3 separate regions of the Triticum aestivum genome follow, and regions 2 and 3 are each linked to region 1. A link is a contact called in public Hi-C data. All regions are on one chromosome and are shown on one strand. The core of a region is the stretch at or near the end of the contact, and the rest is flanking DNA. Distances in the headings are between cores, read along the strand shown. Region 1 holds the start of LOC123080260 (transcription factor bHLH77). Region 2 has its middle 19 kb from the start of LOC123076450. Region 3 holds the start of LOC123080261 (peptidyl-prolyl cis-trans isomerase FKBP15-1).

Evidence for each region. A called contact is a pair of places that touch in the nucleus more often than the background predicts.
Region 2: a Hi-C map of leaf shows a contact between it and region 1, with 2.3 times the contacts expected there. The contact joins the enhancer-like site here to the promoter of LOC123080260 in region 1. A contact is called at or near these places in 2 of 5 Hi-C or Micro-C datasets (both in leaf).
Region 3: a contact with region 1 is called in a Hi-C map of leaf, with 4 times the contacts expected there. The contact joins the promoter of LOC123080261 here to the promoter of LOC123080260 in region 1. A contact is called at or near these places in 2 of 5 Hi-C or Micro-C datasets (leaf and root) and 1 of 1 datasets of contacts at active chromatin or transcription factors (leaf).

The regions. Positions count from the first base shown.
Region 1 is chr3D:529,554,665-529,558,532 of IWGSC CS RefSeq v2.1, reverse strand. It overlaps LOC123080260 (transcription factor bHLH77), which reads right to left and starts at 2,295. Exons shown (of 8, transcript XM_044503170.1): 1 at 1,021-2,295; 2 at 700-912; 3 at 520-585; 4 at 298-366; 5 at 110-184; 6 at 1-6. The coding sequence starts at 1,665.
Region 2 is chr3D:529,418,780-529,422,538 of IWGSC CS RefSeq v2.1, reverse strand. No RefSeq gene overlaps it. Among protein-coding and RNA genes, the nearest start is that of LOC123076450, 19 kb to the right of the region's middle. Within about 2 kb of position 1,283, at least 1 of the 8 cell types and tissues checked has an H3K27ac peak or open chromatin away from gene starts, as enhancers often do. A contact at or near this core is called in leaf, where this site is marked.
Region 3 is chr3D:529,737,924-529,741,429 of IWGSC CS RefSeq v2.1, reverse strand. It overlaps LOC123080261 (peptidyl-prolyl cis-trans isomerase FKBP15-1), which reads left to right and starts at 1,282. Exons shown (of 6, transcript XM_044503172.1): 1 at 1,282-1,451; 2 at 1,575-1,624; 3 at 2,859-2,921; 4 at 3,408-3,498. The coding sequence starts at 1,385.

The DNA of each region.
Region 1 (3,868 bases), core at 1,046-3,545:
CTGCATCTGCGATCATCAGAAGCGAAATCAGTCAGAGAGGAAGGAGGCGCCTGATGCGGCAATGGGAGCATGCATGCATGCATGCATATGGTAGATGCTTTGTCCTCACATCTTTGGCGAGGAGGCTGGGCAGGTTGTTGAAGTCCAGCTGCGGGTTCACCGTGGCCAGCTTCATGGACAGAAACTGCAAGCAAAAGTTGAGAAGAACGGCATAAGTTAGTTCAAGATGGCAATTCGTGGGGTTTCTGCATCTGTTTTTGGTTGACAATGGGCGTGTATCGGTGTATATTTGTGTACCTCGACTTGCCGCTGCAGCGACTGCACGTAGTTTATGATCTCGTCGAGCATGACGGCCTTGCCCACCACCTGAAACAGGCAAACATTTTTCCGGGTTTCAAATCTGGGCACACCCAGCGAGCTATGAAGTCTGAACCTAATGAGGTACTCCCTCACTCCAGTGAGGTGACAACAACTGCGAAATGATAAGTGCAGAATTGTATGCAGTAATAGTTACTCTACCTTGTTGCAGCCGGGCACGAGGTCCTGCAGCAGCTTCATCCGCTGGCTGATCTTCTCTCTTCTCACCTGCGCAGGAGAAGGGAAAGCAGAGCATGAGAAATGAATTCTAGTCTACCATGAAAATGATCATCAGTCCTCTCGGCCAGGAATGCAGGCGAGAGAAGAGGCCGGGAATTGTACCCTCTCGGCCAGGCTATGGCTGTCCGTGGCCTCGCCGCGCCGGGCCCGGACGTGGATGAAGTCCTTGGGCGGCTCCGGGAGCTTGGAGGCGCCGTCCTTGCCCTGCTTCCTCCCGCCGTTCTCGCTGCTGCTCTGCGCGGCCTTCCCCTTGCCGGAATTCTCCTCGGCGTCCTCCATGGACGTGGACTTGCAGCGCTTCGACGCCGAGTCCTCCTGCACGGCGACGACGGTGGTGCTCGTCGGGTGAGATCGACGTCTATCGCTCGCTCCGGCGTGTCACTCAAGCGTAAATGAGCGGAATTCTGTTCGCGCGCGGCGTACCTTGGCGAGGAGATCCTTGGCGGAGGTGGTGGACACGGAGGCGTCCTTGCCCTTCCCCTTGCTGCCGCCGGCGGCCTTCCGCTTCCTCGCATTGCCGTCGGAGGCGCCCTTGAGCGCCATCCCCGCGCCGGCCGACGCCGGATCGGACACCGACGAGTCGTCCCGGGCGCTCCCGAGCTCCAGCTCCTTGAGCGCGCCGACGGGGCCGTCGTCCGGGAGGCCGAATTGCGGCGGGCCGGCGCCGTAGCCGCCGCGGGCGTCGAAGCCGGAGAGCCTGGCGGCGCGCTCGGCGAAGCCCGGGTCGGCGAGGAACTGGTCCAGGGAGGCCATGGGCATGAGGTTCTCCAGGGTGGGCAGGCCACCCACCTGCGGCGGCGGCGGCGTCGGGTAGTGGTGGTTGTGGTGGCGGTACTGGCCCATCATGGAGAGGTTGAGCTTGGTGGGCGAGCCGAGCGGCGTGCCGGCGCCGTAGTGCTGCTGCGGCCGCGGCGAGATCCCGTGGAGCGCGAGCCCCTCGGTGGCCGCCGCGGAGCCAGAGGCCGGCGAGGGGCGGCCCCCCGCGGACGCGTCCATGGAGCTGTCCCAGTTGAGGTTGAGGAATCCCGCCGTCGCCGGCGGCAGCTGGTCCGGCGGGCCGCAGTTCATCTCCCGTCCTCCCCCGCCGGAATTCCGCAAAGATCCGTCGCCGCTCGCCGCGCCCAAGAAACCGCCCGGATTTGGAGCCCACCCACCCACCGGGAAGGGAAGAGAGGAGCGCCGTGCGTGCGTGCGGTGCGGTGCGGTGACGGGGCGAGAGTGACGCTGGCCCCCGGCACCAACACGAATGGAGCGAAGAAAGAAGCGCGCGAGGGAGGCAAGTAGGTTGAGCAGAGCAGAGAGCAGCTCCCACCAAATCCCACTACGGGCGAGCAGGGTGGTGCTGAGATAAGGCAAAGGCAGGAGCTTTTGGTGTGCGTGACAACGCACGACTGAAGGAGGGAGAGGGGGAGAAAGTGGGGGGTGGGAAAGAAGCACCTAAACCAAAGCGAAAAGCTCCCACCGCAGGCGAGCGAAAAGCAGAAGCCGGGACGAGGTTGTGGGAGGGAGCGGTAGAGTATGTGCGCGTGTATGATATTGATATAGGTCCAGGATGGCATGGGTCAAATTGGACGGGCCATGGGCATCATCGCCCCGCCCCACCCTTTCCTGCCATGAAACCAGGGAGGAAGAAGCACCGCACCGTAGAGAGCTCGCCGAGGGCGGGGTTAAAAGGGCGGTGACTGACGACGATTCGTTGCATTCGGTGAATGATGACGGGAACATAAAGATATGCTGTGCTAGTAGCAGCACGGACAAACATGGCGAAATTTCTGAACCTGATAAACAAATTGTGTTACGGTTGCTTGCGCCCTGTTTTTCTGAGCCTGGGATATTTTCCAAGTTTTCATTTCAGTCGAGAGGTGAAGGCGATGGTCCCTGATACTAGCCACAATGGGTAGTAATATAGAGTAGTCATGTTACTACTCTATGTTACTACCTCTATAGTGGGGAGTAACATATGTGTGGTAACATGCAACACTTCATTTATTATGCTATAGACTCATCTTGTCTTGATACGTGTGATGTTACTCATACTAGTACTAACTAGTTATGTTACTACATGTCTCTCTTCCTTCATTTATTGCTTGCCACATCATCTATTTTATCTAAATATATATGATGTTACTACATATGTTACTTTCATTGTGGATAGTCTGACGGACGGAGCTGCCGCTGTTGCGTTGGCCTTGCCCGTGGAATCGAGGGATCCACGAACCAAGGAAGAAAATCATATACGACCGGGCCGTACGCTCCGAACAGAGCGACCCACTCCATCAAGCACCACGTGGATCCCTGAATCTCAAAGCAACCACTCTCATCTTCTTCCATGTCTTCTTCCCCAACGGGCCATCTTCCTGTGTTGCAGCGCCGCCATACCGCATACACTAGTCGTTCCTGGCATGAGTCCGAGGCTCCGGGAGGCTCGCCGGCGACCTCGCGGAATTGGTGCTCACCTGTTTCGTGTTGCCTTCTTGCACTCGGTAAATCCATGTTGCCCTGTTACCGCTGCTCCTGCTCATTTTCTTGGCGCTCCTCGCCGGCAGCGCACGCGGGCGCGGCGGCATGCCTCTTCAACTTGCTCTCGCCGGCAGCGCACGCGGGCGCGGCGGCATGCCACCCATACGAGACCTAATCGCGCTGCCAACCTTGTTCCGGTCTTCGGGAACCTCACCGTCGCTGGCATCCTCCGCGCTGCGTGGCGGCTGGGACGGCGTCGCAGCCGTCGAGCAGCCGGAGAACGAGTGGCACAAATCGATACGGCGGCGCTGCAGGTTGCAGCACAAGCCTGACGGGGAAGAAAATAGGAGTGCTGCTTTGAGATTCGTGGATCCACGTGGCGTTGGATGGAATGGGTCGCTCTGTTCAGAGCGTACGACCCGGTCACATATGATTTTCTTCCCGAACCAATCATTAAATCGTGGAATGGGGCGCGAGGGGACAGGCGACGCTGCTTGGTATTTTGGGTTGGATCCTACCGCTGCCAAGCACCACCGGCTCCTAGCCTAGCCAGCAAAACGAGGAGATTTTTAATCATCGTCACTGCCTACTTCCTCTTTATTTTGATTTGAGGATGCATGCAGCGGCGGCGGCCCACTGGATTGGACGGAGCCCCGCCGGGCACTGTGTTGAGGCTCATCTCATCTGATCTGATTGGGGTTTTTATCCCCTTCTGCGAGATGGCTTCTTTTTCGAATTACCGGGTCTCAAAACCATGTTCGTCTTCTCTTCCATTTTTTTTCCTTCCTCGGAATTTTCAAAATTGTCTCTG
Region 2 (3,759 bases), core at 34-2,533, 130 kb after region 1:
CTCAACTTTTCTTATTTGTTTTGACGGGATCTCAATCTTCCTATTAAGCAAACCTGTGTGTCAGGAAAATTAAGGAATGCACCTGGCCCCACCCCGTTGAAATCAGGGGGGCAGAGAGATTTATGGAAGGCAATGCTGAGGCCCACTTGTTTAATTTATTGCGGCAGAGATTTATGGAAGAAAAAACTGGGTCCCACTAATTAATAGAATTAACTGGAGGAGAGGATATGGATTGAGCGTTGCAACGATCGCCCGCAAAGGAGCGTTCTCCCTGGTATAGAGGCCCCCTGATTGTGAAGTCCAGTACGATCATTTCAAAATGGCATTCATAATTCTCTATTAGTTGATGTAGTACTAGTAGTGCTAAACAACCTTAACTGGTACGGTCACATCACTATATATGTATATTTACATCAATATATTCATCAATCAAAGTTTATCTAGTACTTATCTGTTACTGCCGTCTACTACTTAAGTAGTATTTTCTGATCAGTCAACACGTCTTAACGTGTGTTAATGAGTGGGATTTAATTCAGGTGAAGGTGGGTGCAGGTTGATTAAAGAAAACGGTAGGGGGGTTTCTGCAAAAGTGAGTGTGCTGGCCGGTCCAGCCACCTGGCTGCCAATTGTCGAGCTGTGATTGGCCTGGGACTAAATCATCACATGAGGTACAAGTTGGGGTATGGTGGAGCTAAGTTTTGCAAGTTTGGGATGCAAGTTAGGGTATCTGGGGTGCTATTACCTCTTTTTGTTGGCTGATGGATGGACAGATGGATGCCCGCAGGCCGCAGCAGTGGCTCTCGACGTCTGCGTGCATGGCTGGTTGGAGAAGAGAGGAGGAATGGCAGGAAAAAGGAGGTCTCGCAGCATCCACGAGAAAACGAGCATGGCCGCACATGAAGAGGGCAGAGATCGATCATGGTAATGAGAAGATATCCACCCACAGTAGCAGTGGGCAGTGGCGCTCCGTCCGAAACGCAAGTCGCAGCAGGCCGGCGATCAGCCTCGTCGCAGCTGGGTAATGCTCCGTCCCCGTCTCCTCTTGAACGCCTCGCCGTCCGTGCATGTTTTTCGCGGCGATCACGCCACCGGCTCTCTCAATCGGCGTCTCCTCTGTGTAAATGCATGCCTTCCGTGTCGCTGTGCCTCTGCAGTGTGTGGCGTGGGGCCGGGATTAACAGGGTCGTTTGTCGTGCTTGTCCGTCAATCCGTGGCGTGCGTGCGTGCGCGCCTCATTGTCGTCGATTTGGCATGTTACGCGCCCGTTTCCTCAATCAGAGGCATCCTTGGAGGGATCCTCCTCTTTATCATCATCATACTACTATCCTCCGCCACCGGGGCGACTATACTAGTATAATTCTTAGAATTTCAAACGTGTTTCGGCGTTTGTTCGGATGCCCAGGGTGGCTGCACTGCACGCAACATCGTTTTGGGCTTTTTGGCCACAATTTTTGACTGGTCTGACTAGTACGTACGTGATGGATCTCTACTTCTCTACTCTCTACTACTTATAAAAAACAAATATGATCATTTCTAAACCATCTCACAAAAAGTACATAGATCCATTACCACCGCATGATTAAAGCCCACTAAACTCAATCTAACGGTTAGCCATAAATCTAATCCATTATCTGTGTGCACTTAGCAATTTTAGTTGGCTGACCGTACTCCACCGGAGAGCGAAACTCCACGCGTGATCAATTGGAAAACTATAATCACGGGGGCATTCTGTTAGGAAACCAATTACACATGCATCCATCCTATGAGGAGACTATCACGGGCACATCTAAATAAATTTAGGAAACTAATCGCGAGTTGTCTGCTGCAACTACGCACGCGTGCCACGGCGGGGGACGCACAGAAGGAGGTTCGGCTTCCTCGGGGCACGCACGTGCCGTCGCCGCCATCATCTTCTGCTTGGAGGCCAGGACGCTCTTCTGCCGCGACTGCGACGACTCCATCCACGTCCAGGCATCGGCATGCTCTCCGGCAACCATCGGCATCCGCGCCGACTTCAGCTCCATCCGTAGCACCCACGCCGAAAACCCACCCACCACCGATGCCCTCCAACTCCAAGCCGACGTCCCCAGGGCGGCACTGATCTCGGCCGCGATGCAGGAGTTGTCATCATCGCCGTTCCTGCCATCATCCGGCTGGGCCGTCGAGGACCCCCTGCAGTTCTCCGTACGTACACCGTCGAGGGCACCGAAGGTGTATCACAAATCAATCAGGTGAACCTTGCACTTTTGGCACTTGGTGGTGGGTCAGATCTTTTTGGTCTGCAATTTGATCGACAAACCAATCCTCCTCTGATGCATACTAGAAACAGTTTTGGGGACATGAAGAAATTGCTATTCCGGAGTTTAATTAATCATTTGATAATTCCTTTGGGAAATACATGTGATCTAAGCACTAAAATCATTCCAATTATATACATATAGGAGGAGTTCAGACTGATTGAAAGAGTGTGTTTATTCAGACATGCATAGTTAAAGAGTTAATTACGCTATTAGTACACAAACTTGCATGGTGCGTACAAATTCATACATAAAGTTGAAAAATGACACAAATTAAGCCTACAACTTGTGTTTGAGGTACATTTATATACATTTCCGTCCGTGACAGTTAACTCACTGCTAACTTTGCCTACGTGACACACCAGCGAGGCCAGGCCCGCACTCTCTTATTTATGGGTCCCACCTATAAGTGAGAAAGAGAAAGAAAAAAGAATAATGTAGCACTGTTGCTGCCTAAACTCGATCTCAAAAGCTCCCGCATAGGGGGTGTTGCACAAGCCAATGAGCCGCTTTCTGTTTGCTTAGTTGCATTTAGATACACATGTTTATATATCTTAGGAAAGGTCTGGAACAAGAGATTTTCACATTCTATTATTTGAACCGGCAGAATTGTTTTATCTACGTTCAAGAATTTGTTTCTTTGTATTCTACTATTGAACGAGTCTGAACCATCTGAATACTTTTTTTTGTAAACCGGGGTAAAAACCAGGGCACTGAATAAGCCATACGCGTGCAGATAAATTATAATAAAAATTAGTCCACATGGATTTTGATACGATCCTAAGTCGTTACAGTAATCGCCTTCAGGTTTGGCCCAATAACCATCACACCCAAGATACCGTATTATTGTCTAAAAAAATTATTTATAGAAAATATTTTCTAAAAAATAATAATTATAGAAACTGGTGGTATTTGATCTCTTTTTATTTAGTGCCTAGAAACAAGTTGATTGACCAGTAGACCGGCGGTCTGACCGGTAAAAATCTGAACCGAAAGGCTAGTCGGCTCGGTTTCCAAAATTATGGGAGAAGAAACGAAAAGCTCTGGAAGTGATATAGACATAGGTACCTACTTCTACTTCTCACGTCGGCTGCAGTTGCTGCGCAATTTTATTTTTCTATTTATTCTTCTTTTGCAACTTACAGGTCGGACCCACAAATAAGAGAGTGCGGGCCCGGCCTCGCTGGCATGCCACGTAGGCAAAGTTAACTGAGAGTTAACATCCACTAACGAAAATGTATTTAAATGTACCCCAAACACAAGTTATAGGGCTAATTTGTGTCATTTTACAACTTTATGTATGAATTTGTACGCACCGTGCAAGTTTATGTATTAATAGTGTAATTAACTCATAGTTAAAATAAGGTCCATATTTAGCCCAAGATAGATTTAGAATTTGACCACCTGCTTAAGAGGTTGGTTGAGAAATTTGAATTCACAATCCCTCATAAAGTGTGTGTTC
Region 3 (3,506 bases), core at 33-2,532, 180 kb before region 1:
CTATGTAGTATCAATTTATTTATTTATTTGAATTGGACTCCATATGTTCTTGCTTTCCCACTATTTTTTCCACAATCACAAAGCGTCGATGGTGATTTTTTATACATCAATGCTGACTTAATGGCCTATTAGTAACCTATAGTCAGAGCACCGTGTATCCCAGGGGTAGCGCAGTTACAACCCAATAGCAGGTTTGTTCATTTATTCGCTCGGCTTGCTTACTTTATTTTTTTATTTTTTTGTATTTTTAAAAATATTCTGAATACATATATTCAAAAAATATTTAAAATTAGAAAGCATTCATCACACATTTTCAAACTATTCCCACAGCGTAAACAATGTTCATGCAACTTCTAGAAACATATGGGCCATTTTAAAAATGTTCGTGGCATTTGAAAAATGTTCATGTGTGTCAAAAATATGTTCATCGTTTTTTTCAAAAAAAATATACAACGTATTTAAAATATACATATAAATAGAAAACGGTTTGTACCATTAAAATAAGTGGCATTTAGAAAAATTGTTCACACCTTCAAAAATATGTTTGTTCACTTTTGGAAAATTGTTAACACAAAAAATAATGTAATTTGAAAAATATATCTGTACCCTTCAAACCAATGTCCAAGGTGTATTTTTTTAATATTATTCAACATACCGTTCAAATATGTATTTGAAAATAAACATATACAATGTAAAAAATATTCACGTAGTTTACGAAAATGTTATGTGCAATTAAAAAATGTTCAATGTGTATTGAAAAATGGTTAACATGTATGTGAACAAAAAATGATCAAAACATTATGGAATTTGTATCAGAAAAATGTATGACATTATATATTTTTAAACATTATGAAGTGTATTGATTTTTTTTACATTATAGATTTAAAAATATATATTACTTGTATAAGAAAAATATTCATGTATGTACAAAAAATGTATGACATGTATTACAAGAAAAAAATGAAATAACCCAAAAATGGAAAGAAAAAATGCATGGAAAGTTGTACAAACCGGTATCATTTTTAGAACCTCCCAAAACTACGTCGGCTCCATTAAAACCTGACAGTAAGTGAGATATAACCCTAGCATCCAAGGCCCATCCATATTGAGCCGAAATCCAAAATGGGCTGGACCGTTATGTCACGAATGTATGATGGCTTCCAATTGTATACAGCCTCAATTGCTCAAAAAAATGTCTCAAAAAAAGAAAAGTTGCTCAAAAAAAATTGTATACTGCCTCAAAAAAAAAGTTTCCATTTGTACACGCGTGTGTATAGTATAGTAACGCGTAACGGTACCCGACTTGTAGTCCCGTCCAAACCGTATACGATCCAAAGAAACTGTACCTCGGCCGCTGACCAGGTAGGGATTGCAGGGAAGAGCGATGGGGACGAAGAAGCCGTGGCTCCTCTGCCTCGCCGTCGTTGCCATCGCGGCCGTCCTTCTGACCGGTAAAACGCGGGCCGCAACCTAACCTCCACCTGCTCCATCGACCTGTTGCGTCGTGTAAAGATATGTTCTGTTTTTCTCTCGATTTGGTTTTGCTCACTCGGTTTTTCGATCTGGTTCTCCAGCTTCGGCCAAGAAGTCCGCGGATGTTACACAGCTCCAGATCGGCGTCAAGGTCCGTATTCTGCAGGATTGTAACCAAACCGCAATCTCTGCTGCTCTCTTGTATTACTTTGCTTTGTGTGCTTTCTGTGTTCCGGCGGATCTGAGATCCTTCAGTGCAGAGTTCAGGAAAAGGCTGGGTTGGATGATGCTAGATTGCTAGGTTTGGGAGGTTTGCAGATCCGCAAGTGCGAAATAGGCTGTTGTTCCTTCACACACAGGGCGTGAGATTCAGGCTGCAGTTTGTTCACTAGAGCTAATTAGTAAAAATAAAAATGCGGCGAAGCTAATTAGCAATTTACTCGTGTAATCTTAAGGAATGTTGTTTAACCAACCAGTGTGTGCTTTTATATTGATGTATTAACAAGAAGCCACGATGGATATCTCTCAGAAGTAACATTCGATCTTCTAAGGAATGTTGTTCCAAACTTTCAATACTGTCCAAGATCCCTTCTGTGGGGACTTGTCATATTACACAGGATGTAAATTAAAAGCTGAGCGGAGAAGTGGACAACCTTTGTTTTCATGATTCTTCTGCTATGACAAACAGAAAATTATGTACTTACTGCTAAGGTTCATACATTATTTTAGAAATGGAATATCCAGTATTCAACCACAAACCAGAGTGTGGTATAGGGGTGTTCATCACATTTTGTCCATACCATTGAAGCATGCGCGGTAGTACTCTATTAGTTGTCATAGGCTGTATTTTTCCCTGTCTGATGTTCAACTTTGACAGCAAATTCCTGTATTTGTATTTCATTCATAGCTATGAAACTAGTTACAGGAAAGTGCTTTTGCATGCAAATTTAATGGTATGAAGCTTATACTTATAACATAACGCATGTACTGTTGGATTAGTTGTTGGCCAACTCATGGGTTTGGACAGTCAGGATACGCGCTGCATTTGCAACAGAGGAGTAATAATTTTGAATAGCATTATCAGATACATAGAAGATTTAGATGTACTTAGATGGTTTGAATGGTTTAGAAAAAAGGCTGATGAACACCCTTACTGTGGAGGGTAGAGATTTTCTGTATCTTTTTTTTAGAAAGTGAGATTTTCTGTATCTACGTGCCCAGCTTTCAGTCACTCATTAAGTCTTAATCTACAATCGTGCAACATTCGATTTATAAAGTTCTAAGGCAATCGTATACAGGTTATGTTTTCATTCTTATTACATTCCAATGATAGTATCACTGTGACTTCACATGACACTGTTTTCTTTGGCTCATCCTCTTTTCAGTACAAGCCTGAATCATGTACCCTACAGGCTCACAAAGGTGACAAGATTAAAGTGCATTATCGTGTAAGTATTTGACCGACACTTTTATCTGAAGTCAGCAATCCTATTCACTTATGATACTTGATAGTACTCTAGTCAAAAGAAATAATGACTGTAGCTAGTTATAACAAGCCTGCAATTCCAAGTCTCAGAAGCAAGGGCCACTGAGTTTCCCTTACTGTAACCTTCCTACTGTTCCTTCCAATGACTTTATGAACAACATAGTCCAAATGTACGATACATACTCTCATGTGTGCAGCAACTTTATAATGAATCAGTTGTGATAGCTATTTAACGCGATGTCTCTTAACATGAACCAGTTGAGATGCCTTGCAGAGAAAGTGAGAAACATCATGGCAGAGTGACCCTAGTAATTTATGGCCTTTATTGCGTTGTTTACCTGGTTTGTTTGTCATGTTTGCCTGAAAGAAACTCTTTGATGCTTTTCCTGTAGCGATTTGTCTCCACAGTTTTGTCATTCAGCTGAAAGCTTGACTATGCTGCGTGCAGGGGACACTCACTGATGGATCAGTATTTGACTCTAGCTATGACAGAGGTGATCCCTTCGAATTCACTCTTGGGAATGGGCAGGTGATAAAAGGTTATTCT